Regions from separate parts of the Mus musculus genome. Here region 2 is linked to region 1. Evidence: chromatin contacts called from public promoter capture Hi-C data. All regions are on one chromosome and are shown on one strand. Each heading gives the region's core, a stretch centred on a gene start, on an enhancer-like site or on the middle of the called end of the contact. The rest is flanking DNA. Distances are from core to core; before and after follow the strand shown. Region 1 holds the start of Acss2 (acyl-CoA synthetase short-chain family member 2). Region 2 holds the start of Dlgap4 (DLG associated protein 4).

What was found. Promoter capture Hi-C pulls out the DNA fragments that hold promoters and counts their contacts.
Region 2: a contact with region 1 is called in a promoter capture Hi-C map of cranial neural crest. The contact joins the promoter of Dlgap4 here to the promoter of Acss2 in region 1. A contact is called at or near these places in 2 of 39 promoter capture datasets (cranial neural crest and frontonasal cranial neural crest).

The regions. Positions count from the first base shown.
Region 1 is chr2:155,516,560-155,520,157 of GRCm38.p6, forward strand. Acss2 (acyl-CoA synthetase short-chain family member 2) reads left to right here and starts at 1,484. Exons shown (of 18, transcript NM_019811.3): 1 at 1,484-1,725. The coding sequence starts at 1,548.
Region 2 is chr2:156,612,029-156,615,738 of GRCm38.p6, forward strand. It overlaps Dlgap4 (DLG associated protein 4), which reads left to right and starts at 1,669. Exons shown (of 13, transcript NM_146128.6): 1 at 1,669-1,830. It overlaps Gm14169 (predicted gene 14169), which reads right to left and starts at 1,394. Exons shown (of 4, transcript NR_040372.1): 1 at 1,258-1,394; 2 at 917-1,168; 3 at 439-546.

The sequences.
Region 1 (3,598 bases), core at 234-2,733:
CTGAGACCTCCAGAAAAAGCTCTGCCTTCTTAATATAGTTTGTGCAATTTCAATGAAGTGTGTATTTGTTCAGAGGGGTTGATGTCTCCTTGAGAAAGTATCTGTTCCCTCGCTGAGACCCTTGTCTATTCTACAAGGTCTGTATGTGCTTAGTGAGCCTTAAAACCTCCCCTCAGGATTGGGTTGGCTCTGGATCATATGTCTGAGCATGTGTTTTTCAGTTTAGGGTGGGCTAAGCATATGGTCAGTTGGACAAAGATCAGTGTAGCAGGTGAGTTGATGGGTCACAAGCCCTAAGTAGACATTAAATGGCAGGAGCTGGCTGCTTCAGACCTCAGATTCACTCTTGTAGCTAAATAATTAAAGATCCTTGTTTTGACAGTCTGAATTGTAAGATGAGGTAGTCCTTGGTGATAACTGTAGGAAGGAAGTGGAGGGTGTCCTGCTCGGCTTCCTTTTGGGTGAAGAGGATAGAGGGACGCCAGAGGGAAGTAAACTCAATTTGTGGCAGATAGGTGTGTACTTAGGTGAATTAAAGAATGTAATTTTTCCTCTTTATACTTGTATTATTTTATATTGCATAGACCTTGTATTTTAAGATCTGGCTTTCTGTTTATGTTAGTAAAAACAAACAATACAAGAACTCAGATCTGACCATAACTTGATCTTTATCTGCTCCCCGACTTTGTGACATTTCCCTTCCTTTTCTGAATTTACCTTTAGTGCTAAGAGAATTTGTGCGTTTGGAGCCAATATCTGAAGGATCCTCCTCGTCTTCACTTAAGAGTCTTGTACTTTACATCAGGATGGAGATTTATGGAGGCAAAAAGAATGACATGTCCTAAGAGGTGGGAGAGAATCAGAACGAGTTAGCAGGAAGGTTCATATTGGGGATCTGTGCCCTCAAGGTCGCGGAGGAATTTTTCCATGGGAACGGAATAGGGGTGCTGTTCGGTGGGAGACTGTGGAGTGTCACCCAGAAGGAACTGTACTGCACTTGGCTATCCAACTCTGGAGTGACAGGATCACGCAATCAGACCACGGTAATTGCACAACGGATGACACAATGCCTCTTATTAGCCAGCCTTTCATGTCTCAAGCTGCGCGGCGCCGTAACCCAACCCTTGTCACTCCAAGACCCTAACTTGGTCACTCCACAGCCTTGCCTCCTCTCGTGTCACATCCAGCCGGGCTACACCCCATCACTCCACGGGCCCGCCTCCTCGCCTGTCACCTCTGGCCCCGCCCCTCCACTGTCATTCCAAGGCCCCACCCCTCTCCTGTCATTCCCTGACCATTCCTTCTGCTTTCACTACGGCTCCACCCCTTCCGGCAAGACAGCTCCGCCCTTACCCCTTGTCTTCAGCGGTTTTTGCTGACCCCGCCCCTTCACGCACGGCCCTACCCACTATTGGATGCCTAGAGCACGGCCTCTAGCCTCAGGCTCCGCCCTCACCCGAGGCCCCGCCTCTAGGGTCGACCTGTTTTCCCCGCCCCGGCACCCGCAGCGACCGCAACGGCGGACAAGGTGTTCGGAACTTGATGCGATGGGGCTTCCCGAGGAGCGGCGCAAGAGCGGCAGTGGAAGCCGGGCTCGTGAGGAGACCGGCGCCGAGGGCCGGGTGCGGGGTTGGTCCCCGCCGCCGGAGGTCAGACGCTCGGCGCACGTCCCCTCTCTGCAGCGCTACCGCGAGCTGCACCGGCGTTCTGTGGAGGAGCCACGGGGTGAGGCTGGGCCCGAGCGACTCTTGGGGGCGCCAGTGAGCAGAGGAGCGGGAGTCCGAGGGAGATTTACCGAGCTCCGTTAGAAAGGGAGGAGATGGAGGGTCCCTGAGGGACATGGAAAAGGGATTCGAAAGAGATGGCGTTCTGTGAGAAGAAGGAGGCATCTGTGAGGCGAGACTTCCTAGAAGTTGGGGCACTCTCTGGCGACTTGGCAGTTTTGGGAGATGCGAGTTTTCACGAGGAGATGCGGGTTCCGTGAGAAGAAGCGGGGATCGGTGAGGAGAAAGTTCCCTGAGAGAGCCCTCGAGGTGAAAGGAAGGGCTCCAAGGAGCAAGGGTGAACCTTGAGGGAAGGAGAGCCCTGAAGAGAATCACCTTTGCCTCCAATTCAACCATGCCTCCCTCAGACCTTTAACGAATGCACCCATCTCGTTTTGCTCAGCGTCAGTGCAAGTCTGTTTCCCATCTAGGAGTCCTGCCTCTGTGTAAAATGACAGCAATCCCAATACACAACTGTACGAGTTGTCAGTATGCCGATGCTTTGGTTGTTTTGATGGTATAGTGAACAAAACAAGACGGAGTGAGGTTTACCACCAAGCCTGTTTGTTTTGTTTTGTTTTGTTTTGTTTTGTTTTGTTTTTTTGCTTAAAAAAACCAAAATTGGATCTAAATTCTAGTAACTCAGAGTCTGAGAGACAATTCTATGCCTTGACACGTTCTTAAGTGTCAGGACAGTTTAGGGTGCAAAACCACGATCTGGCCAGGCCTTTAATCCCGTGCACTGGGGAGGCAGAGGCAGGTCTTTGTAAGTTCAAGGCCAGCCTGCTCTACGTAGGTAGTTCCAGAACAGCCACGGCTCCATAGTGAGACTCTGGCCTACCACCACGTCCTGGCTGAGAGGGAGCATGATATTTGGTAGTAAGGTAAACACAAGCCACAAATCCTGCCCGAAAAATACATACATAGCTTTGCTTGCAGTCTTAGGCAGATTTAAAAACTTATATTGAATGTATTCATCTCTAAGATAGGAAAGCTAACACTAGATTCATAAATTAAAAAGTCCAAAGTGGGTAATAAAAGGGTCCATTATCGAATAGTTGATACCCAGCAGACATTAAATAAGTAATGATTTAAATGTTTAAGAACAATGTGGATGAGGCAGATACTGAACAATGCAAAACATTATCGAATCAATTGCGAAGTTGTTCATTGCTACAAGTAGTGTCCAACTTTGAGTCCTCGGGTGTCTTTTCCATTCTCTTTCTGTGTATTTTCTTCTATTGCGACTTACATCTATTTCCCTGGGGTAAGCTAGCACTACACAGTAATTCCTCTTCCATGTATATAGCCTCACACCGTGATTTTCACTTACATTTTGTTCCCAAGTTTCACAGGACTATAGACAATTTATTTGTATTTCACACACTTTTTTTTTAATTTCACACACTTTGATGATGTTATACTGAGCAAAACAAGTCTGTGAGTAAGGTTTACAAATCTGCTTTCTTCCCCAATTTATTCTTTTCTTTCTTGCCCTAATTTTCTGGTAGTGTCAATGGCATTATCCTAAACTATAAATTTCTTCTATCATCATCTTCTCATATCACTTTTACACCTTATGAATTATTATTGTTTACTAAGCAGTATTTCAGTTTGATTTGATGTAGGTACAACCCACATTTTACAGAGAAGGAAACTGAAGCTTAGAAAGACTGACGTACACAAGGTCCTAAAGCAAGGCTTTCATGGAGTTAGGATTTAAACCAACATCACCTTGACTGGAGAACCTATACTCTGAATATTATGCTATTCTCAGACTCCACAACTTGTGTTTCACCAAATTCTGTCAATACTACTTAAAAATCTCTCTCAGA
Region 2 (3,710 bases), core at 419-2,918, 1.1 Mb after region 1:
TCATATTGAATTCAGGTGAAGCTCACAAGTCATGAAATCCATCTCTGAGTCCTCACAAGCCAAGTGTGGCTCTGTGACCCGTCCTAACAGATGTTTGAGGCTTGTGGCATGGGGACAGCCTTCTGTGGTCACTGTTTTACCCGGCTCCAGACAAACGGCTGTTTAGACTGTGATCAGCTTTTCACTTATAGTCAGTGCTGCTGTAAAGCCTCGGTGAACAAGGCCCTGAAACCCTTTTCTGAGGCCGGTCGACACCTGCTCATTTTAGCCAGCTACACAGTGCAAGGCCACTGTTCAGCCCTGCCAGAGGCTTCCGAATCCATAGAGGTCTTCTTAGCTACCCAAGGGAAGGGACCTTGTTCCTCTCCAGTGACAGCTGCCTGAACCTACAGTCCCTCCTCTCCTGCCCTTCACCCTCCTCTAGGACTCCAAACTGACCTTTCCTCTGCCTATCTTAGCCAGGAAGCCAATTCCTGCAGCATGGGTCATGGCAGATCTCCTCTGGGCCAGTAGCTGTAGTTGGTGGGAGTCCAAACAGCACAAACCCTGGGAGAAAGGGAAGGTTGGTTGTTTTTTTTTTTTTTTTTTTTTTTTTTTTTTGAAGGGAGGCATGGGTGGGCCAGTAGTGTGAGAAGCTGGTACATGAAATTGCTCTGGGTCTTGAGGGATGAGTAGGAGTTTGTCACTGAGAGATGGTGGGAGGGCATTGCAGGCTCAGGCAAGAGGAGAGGCTAGGACTAGAATAGTGGGGTAGAGATGTGAGGAGGGTGGGCAGGCAGTGGAAGAGAAGAAAGAGGCCTGGAGGAGCCTCAGTTGCATACCTAGTATTCTCCAGGGACAGCTGTGTGGGAGCCAGGGGAGGAGGCACATCCATTTGACACCTATTGAATGCCATGATCCAGTACGAAGAGCTTACCTCTATTCTTTATCTCTTCGGTTTCTTAAGGAGGTAGATGCTTATGTGGTCCCGATTGTGCGGGTAGAAAAACGAGCTCAGGGAGAAGCACGGACTATGGTCCGTGATCACAGAGCCCCCGTGAGAGGGAGGACAGGTGCCCGGCCACGAATTCCAGAGATGCGTTAGCCAGCCAGGTACTGCTGCCCAAAACAAGGGTTCTCCAGGAAGCGGGTCACCGGGAGGGGGCACCCGATCCTAGAGGCAAGAACCCTAACGGGAGAAAGAGGGGTGAGAAGAAGCCTGACTCCCGCAGCGAGACCCAGACCAGCCGCATCTTTCCCGTGCCTCAGTTTTCCTACCCCACAGTGAACGCAGCCAAAACACCTTCCTGCCGACCCACTCAATAACCCAGGTTTCCAAGTTCGCGCGCCACCGCGGCCAGCGCTGTGTAACCTCGCTCCGGTAGTCTGCCCTCTCTGGACGATCGGTCGCAGATTCCCAAGCGCTCTTTCCGCTACACACCCAGCGTCCGCAGCCGCGGTGCCCCTCCCCTCCCCTTCCCTTCCCCGGGCGGGCGGCGGGGGTGGCGCGCCGGGCCCCGAGCGGCCCCCGCGGTCCCCCGCAGCCCCGGGCCCCCGGCCTGATCCGCGCCTGGTTTTGGGCGCAGCCGCGCGGCCCCCTCCCCCGCGCGCGTCTCCCCGCCCCCCGCCCCCTCCCCGCCGCTCTCGGGGAGCCGGGGCCGCGCGGCTCCTCCTCCCGCAGCCGCATCTGGGGCGCCGCGCCGGCCGGAGGAGAGGCATGGGGCGCCCGCGGGCCGGGGCCGGGGCCGGGGCCTAGGCGAGCGAAGCTTAGAGCGAGCGGAACGAGCGAGCGAGCGGAGCGGGCGCAGCGCAGAGGCCGAGTGGACCGAGGCGGTCGAGCGCAGGGCGCAGGTGAGCGCGCGGGGGTGGCACGCGTCAAGACCCTCCTCCGAGGCTAGATCGGGGGCAGCCCCCAGCCGCGGGCAGACCCCGGGACAGATGCGCTCAGCGACGGGGTCTCCCGGATCCTCTGACGGGCAGTGGCGCCCGGGCCTGGGGACCGACGCGGGCCGGCCCCTCCGATGCTGTCGGCCCTTCCCTGGCCGGGGCGCAGGAGCGGTTCCCGGCCCTCCATCCGCAGGCGGCTGGCAGCGGCAGCCCCCTCCCAGCCGCGTGTCCGGGCGGCCGGGGCTTCCTTGCCTTCAGCCTGCCGCACGCTCGTACTCCCTTCCCGGGATCTCCCCGGGACCGGGCATCCGGGGAGGGGGCGGGCGACCCCGCGCCGCATCGCCCCCGGAGCGCTCGTCTGCCCGGGAGGGGCCGAGCGACCCTGGCACCTGGGCTGTGGGGGGGCCGCTCACATGGCCACGGGAGGCCCCCACGTGCGGCGCCCCGCGGGAACGGGGGTTCGCGTACAGAGCGGGTGGAGGATAGACCAGGTGGCTGCGGAGGCCAGCTGGGTCCAGATGTGCAGGGCCTGCTGGGAGGGGACATGTGCTACCTGGGCAAGTGATGGTCCCTGGGCCTCCTTGGGCAGAGCTTGCCTTGTCGGATTCCCCATCCAGCCCTTCATCCATCTCCTTTCTCGCGTTCTTCTATGCTGCCTGTGTTGCGGAAAGGGCTGTCACCGACTGTTGATGTTGTGGGGGAAAATGAAATGGGGGAAGGGTGGTGGGTAGGTGGGTGGGTGAAGGCCAGTTGTGGCGGAGATACCCAAAGGATGGGGAACCTTACGCTTGGAGGACTGTGCTGATGGGGGGGGGGGGAATGTCCCAGCACCTCCACCTGCTTGGAAGTAGAAAATGCAGAGGGGGAGGGGGCTGCAGTCCCCAGCCCTAAGGAGGCTGGACTGCCCCGCCTCTACTCTTGGCACCTCCTGTGCGGTGGGGGAGGGTCCGGTCCCTCTGCCTCTGTGGCTTCACCAGACAGGACCATGTCAGAATGCCTGTTGGAGGAGTCTGTGGAATTCTTCCCTCAGGTGGCTACCTCTCTCCCCTTCCTCTGGTATAGAAAACTGTGGGCTGCCTGGGCCAAGGGTGGTCCGAGGGGCCTGAGCCAGACTGTTAAGGACAGCGGGACTGGGTGGGGCCGCAGAGCTGGCTTCCGGGCTGATAGCCGAGGCTCGGGTTGGGGGGCCATCCTCCCCCTCAGCTGGGCTTCAGCGACTGCTCAACAAGCTCCGAGTATGTTCCCAGTAGCTTCTGACGATGCTGTCTGTGCACGTGGGGCAGGCGTGTGTGCCTGTGTCTGTATTGGGGTTGGGGTGGGATAGAGTGTGTGGGTTCTCCGGAAGCTGGGCAATGCCCGGTGTGCCTGTGAGTGGTGTCCGCGAAGCCCTCGTCCATTTAGGCCAGGTGGAGCTAGGCTGGGCACTGGAGAGGTAGGTGGGCAGGGCCCCGAGTCAAGAGAAAGTGTGGGGTAGGCAGGGCCTGATGACTGACTTACAGAACCCGGTACCCAGGACTATCCTGCTGGTGTCAGCCAGAGATGAGCTGCAGGTTTGAGGGCTGTGCCCCGGGCCGGCGCACGGCTGCTTGGCAGCCGAACTTGCTGTTTTGAAGGAAGGCTGCGCAGCACTCAGGGGCTGAGGGTGGAACGTGTACTTGGGAGCTTTCAGAGGACTCAGTGACGTATCTAGTGTATCGGGGCACCCACTGGCATCTTGTTAGGATTTTGTGGCTCACAGGCATCTGGCTTCATAAATGCCAGCGTACCTACACACTGAGGGATATTGTCCGCTGCCCTTTACCCAGCAGAGAGCAGGGTCTCGCCCCTCCCCTACAACTGTAATT